Linked DNA regions of Gossypium hirsutum: region 1 is linked to region 2. The links are chromatin contacts, called in public Hi-C maps. All regions are on one chromosome and are shown on one strand. Each heading gives the region's core, a stretch centred on a gene start, on an enhancer-like site or on the middle of the called end of the contact. The rest is flanking DNA. Distances are from core to core; before and after follow the strand shown.

Evidence for each region. Hi-C and Micro-C count contacts between places; a contact is called where the count stands out from the background.
Region 1: a Hi-C map of leaf shows a contact between it and region 2, with 4 times the contacts expected there. The contact joins the promoter of LOC107916594 here to the promoter of LOC107916809 in region 2. A contact is called at or near these places in 4 of 34 Hi-C or Micro-C datasets (leaf and petal).

The regions. Positions count from the first base shown.
Region 1 is chrA01:100,628,660-100,631,359 of Gossypium_hirsutum_v2.1, reverse strand. It overlaps LOC107916594 (ARM REPEAT PROTEIN INTERACTING WITH ABF2), which reads left to right and starts at 1,325. Exons shown (of 2, transcript XR_005921866.1): 1 at 1,325-2,700. It also overlaps the pseudogene LOC107916593.
Region 2 is chrA01:100,320,712-100,323,411 of Gossypium_hirsutum_v2.1, reverse strand. It overlaps LOC107916809 (F-box protein At1g70590), which reads left to right and starts at 1,413. Exons shown (of 4, transcript XM_016846183.2): 1 at 1,413-2,027; 2 at 2,134-2,267; 3 at 2,379-2,561. The coding sequence starts at 1,508.

The sequences.
Region 1 (2,700 bases), core at 76-2,575, 310 kb before region 2:
GGGAATGACTCACCTCGTCAAGGAGACAACGTGTGAGTCATTAGGGTCCCGCTCTTGCACTGCATTGTCAGAATGCTTATGGTGTGGATTTGCGCTTGCAATTGAAAATGCTATGCGGAAATTCTTCTTTTAAGTTGGACACAATATAGTAAGTTTACAGCTTGGTTGACAGAAGCATGATGTTAGAACTTAACCATTGGTATCTGCAACGCAGCCACATGGTTTCTTTAACTGCTCCCCTGCGGTCGATGTTCCTCCTAGCACGACCGATCTGGAGGTCAAGGACAACGACATTGCAACAAAGCCTATCCAAAATGTGATAATTGCGAAGCTTTGATTTCATATCTGCAGTCTGCAAAATGTTTAGCAAACTACAAACAATTGAGCCATTGATTGGCCTCACGTTATTAAGTAAGTATGAACATCTGGATTTGTTTGTCCTCATTTTTTAACCGCCCTTGAACATTTGTGATATAATTAACTCGGGTTGAATCCTAATGTAACATTTCACTCTGAATAATTGGATCGATTGTAGTTAATTAACATTTAAAGTGTGTTAAAAAAAATAACTTCAATACAAAAATATTATATATATATGTATTGGTGCTATGGTATACCCGTTGTGCGGGTGAAAGAAATAAAATAACAAGGCAATTCATTTTCATTTTTTAGTCAAGTTGTTTGTAGTAACTAAATTTGGTCTTTTTTGCCACATTTTTATATTCATATTTTTTCATGAATTTTCATCTCTATATCAATTTTTATTTTCATAAAATTTTTCCATTTAACTCATTTTTCAAATTTCTTAGAAATTTCACTAAACAATGTTAGATGTCTTATAAAAATTTTTTGGGCTGTTACAATGTCTATTAGCAAACCTACTCTTGTTCTGTGAAATTCTCACAAGTTAATAGCTTAATTAAAGGTAAAAGTTACAAGGAAATCATTGTAATGTAAGTAGATTGCAAATTTGTCAATTTATTAAAAATGGTTAAATTAGTCCCTTATGTTAGATTAAATATTAAATTGATCATTCTGTAAAAATTTTGTAAAATTCTATTGTTAAAAAGTGATCTTTATACATTAGAATAATGTACACATGACACATTATATGTAACTGTTACCCTTTACTCAAAAAATAAAAATTAGTCTTTATATGTTAGATTAAAGAGCAAACTGATCATTTTTTTAAAAGTTTCATCTATTTTTATTGTTAAAATTGGCCCCTATATGTTAAAATTAGTTATATAAATTTTTAATAGTAGATAATTATAAAATTTTTAACAGAAAAAATAAAAAAATAATAAAATAAACAAAATACAATCTAACTCTTACTATATTTTTAAAATTTTAACATTTTTGTAACATTACCTTATTTTTCTTATTTCAATTTTCCTATTTAAATTGCTAACAGTCTTAGGAAAAAAATCAAGGCATTGGAAGATGAAGCTCTTACAAAAATATGTGAGACTTGAGAAAATAACGTAGTGCCAACATCATCAACCTAGAAACGAATCAGAGGCGCTGTCGCGAAGCTAAAACAACCGTCCTACGACATCCCAAAATCGTGGATTTGACCACTCTAGCACCTCCAAAGAACCTCTCCAAACCACGAGCACTGAAATGATCAAAAGGACTCGAGCAACAAGATAGAAGCTTCCCTCATTCAAGAAAGAGTCGAACCACTTTCCAAGTCCAACCACGCCCTTAACTCCCCTGAAACAGACAATCAAAAGGTGTAAACCAAAGATCCCCCAAAAAATAGGAAACAATTAAAAAATACTGTAAGAAGATTAAGCTAGATATGGGGAGAAAAAACCCTAGTTTAATCAGACAAGAGGCCAAACATTGCCCATGCAAAGAGCCAAAACAGCTTGGGAAACCCTAGAGTCGGCAAGTGTCGAGAGAGGGAGAAATTTTTTTTTATGCTTAGGATGTTAAGATACTGTATAGGTACAGATTATATTCCGCATCCTTATAATGAAAAGTAAATCAAACCTCTTCATTAAACATAGATGCCAAATATGTTTTTCTAAAGAAGAAGAACCTTAATTGCCATTTTTGCCAGTTTCATTTTTTTTTCACATCAGAAAAAATAAAAAAAGGATCATTTTCCTATAATTTTGTACTCCATATGACATGAAAACATAAATCATTTTTCAAATAAAAAATAGCCAATTAATTCATCTCCTCTCTTAAAAAATTGTAATGAAAATAAATTATTAAAAGAAGCCTGAGCTCGGCTCTGCTGCTGACTACACAAAACGAACATGCGAAGAATGAATGAGCGAACAGAACAGTAGACTAGATTGAGATTCTCAAAATCTGACTCTTCACTTCACTCATCCCCGAAAAAGGCACGAATTTTTATGGTAAAAGAGGCAACGTGTTGATGGGTTCGGTGGGGGAAAAGAGAATCGAGGACGACCTTTCCTATCCGATATTGCTTGCAGAACGAGTTCGCTCCGCCGCCGACGAGGCCGAGTCCTTTAAAGCCGACTGCTGGGAGGTTGGGAAGCAAGTGGATCGGCTTTCCCAAATTCTTCGAACCCTTGTCCGCTTCACCACCTCGGTTCAATCCCTCTATGAACGCCCGATTCGCCGGGTAATCGCCGAGGTTTCCAAAAACCTAGAGCGGGCCCTCACTTTAGTCCAGAAGTGCAAGCGCCATAGCATCTTGAGCCTTGTGGTGAGAATCAC
Region 2 (2,700 bases), core at 164-2,663:
GGATGTAAAAAGCTCTCAAACTTTTTTTAAAAAGTAATTAAGCTCTTTTTTTTTTGACTCAATTGAGTATTTAAACTTTCAAAATACATAAAAAATACCCTAAAACTTTTTCAAAAAATTAATCAAGCCATTGCTCTTTTTTAGTACTCAATTGAGTACTTGAGTTGTCAAAATGCATCAAAAAGGCCATCAAAATTTTTCAAAAAAAGCAATTAAGTATATATTTGTTTTTGTACTCAATTGTCAAAATACATAAAAAATACCTTTTGACCGTAAACTTTATTAGTCAATTGTTAAAGTTAACTGCCTTTAATTTTTTTAAGTTAGAACCACCCAGTGTCATAATCACTGTGTTATGACAAAAAAATTATAAAAAATAAAAATCAATAAATGTTATAAAAATTAAACTTTAATAAAAATATAAAAATATTTAAAATTTACTAAAAAATAAATAAGTAAACATCGTAAAAAATTACAAAATTTTATAAAATCATAAAAAAATGCATAAAAATGTTCTTTAACCATTAACTTTGACTATTGACCGTTAAAGTTAACGATCCCCTTTTTTTTTCTAGTTAAAGCCATCGCATGTCGCAACACGGTGGACATGTGTCAAAAAATGATAAAAATAAAAATCAATAAAAGTTATAGAAAAATTACAAAATGCTTCTTTTGGTATGATGATTTTTATAATTCTTTTATGAATTTTATATTTTATACATTTCTTTATCATTTTCTTACAGTTTTATAAAATTTCTATATATTTTTTTCTATATTTCTATATAATTTATAATATTTTTCCTAATTTTTAATAAAAAATAAATATTTCTTATATTTTTATTAAAATTTAATATATTTTATAATTGTTATTTTTTATCATTTTTTTGCCACATGCATGCTATGGCTGTGATATGTGGTGATTTTAATTAAAAAAATAAGGGCAGTTAGCTTTAACGATCAAATAGTCTTTTGGATGCATTTTGGCAATTGAGTGAAAAAAAAGTAGGGACTTAATTGCTTTTTTAAAAATGTTTGAGTGCCTTTTTAATATATTTTGACAGTTCAAGTACCCCAATTGAGTAAAAAAATAAAGGCTTAATTACTTTTTTTTAAAAAAGTATTAGGGTCTTTTTGATATATTTTAAAAATTTAAGAATTGAGTGAAAAAAGGATTTAATTACTTTTTTTGAAAAAAATTGTGAGCTTTTTACACTATTGAGCTTAAAAAAAACATAGGGATTTAATGTCTCAAAATCAAAGTAAGGACTTAAATTTTAAATTCTAGAATTTCAGGGTCCTTTCACATATTTAAACCCTTCAAATATATTTTCCGGTCATGTGAACTATAATTAAAGTACCACGTGTCGAGTAACTGTGTTCCGAATTAAATATAGAGGTCACGTCATTCTACAAGCACTTGCTCCCATAGTTCTTTCTTAAAGAATAAATAAATAAATGCTTCCCCTGACGCTTTCTCCATGCGAACTTAGGAAAGTAAAGCAGCAACATGAACCAAAAAACATTGCTAGACCGATCGGACGCCTCCTGGTTCATTGCGTTTCCGTTTTCCAAACCCGACGGTAGAGATGCAAAGACCAAATCTTCACGCTGGTCCAAGGTCAGTTCAGAATCGTCATCATCTCCGACCAACTATCCCGATTTTTCAGCTCTCCCTTTCGACATATTAACGAAAATCGCGGCGCCGTTTAATTTCCCGAATCTTCTAGCGGCGTCTCTGGTGTGTAGGTCGTGGGGGGACGCGCTTCGGGCTTTGAGGGAAGCCATGGTACTACTGCGTCAGGGGAAGCAGTTCAAGCACGGTCGAGGCGGTGTTGGACGCAATTTGGAGAAAGCTCTCGTCTCTTTTCTGAAAGGCTCTGCGCGTGGCTCCACGCTTGCCATGGTCGATGCGGGGCTTGTTTACTGGGAAAGGGGTCAGAAGGAAGAGGCGATTGCTCTTTATCAAAAAGCTGCTGCCCTTGGTGACGCTGCTGGCCAGTGCAATCTCGGAATTTCATACTTGCACGGTATTTTCTCTTTTTTTTTTTCTTAATCGAAATTCATCAACTTTTTCTCAAATCCTAGCTTATAATTTAATGCCATACAGTTTGAATTCTTTTTAACGATATCCAGCACAACCTCAAAATCATAAGGAAGCTGTAAAATGGTTGCATCAAGCATCAATTGGGGGCCATGTTCGAGCTCAATACCAGCTGGCCCTTTGCCTACATCAAGGTCTTGGGGTGGAACAAAATCTTCAGGAAGCAGTAGGGGTTTCTTTGCTTACCGGTTTTAATTATATTCATAAATCGAGCGTGTTGTATTTGAGAAAACTTGGGATGATAGGATTTATTTTGTTGGTTACTGTTGTTTATCAGGCTAGATGGTATCTAAAGGCTGCTGAAGGTGGATATGTGCGTGCAATGTATAATGCTTCCCTTTGTTATACATTTGGGGAAGGTTTATCACATAGTCGTAGACAAGCGAGGAAGTGGATGAAGAGAGCAGCTGATCGTGGCCATGGCAAAGCTCAATTTGAACATGGACTTGCTCTATTTTCCGTATGGCACTTTCTTTTTTCTGTTTAAAATATAGAGAATAATAGAAACGTGTGTGAGATACTGAGTGTCTTTTAATAGCAAACAGTAGTTCTCTTTGATATTTGATGAAAGGAATGTGATTTTCTGCTTATGTCACGTT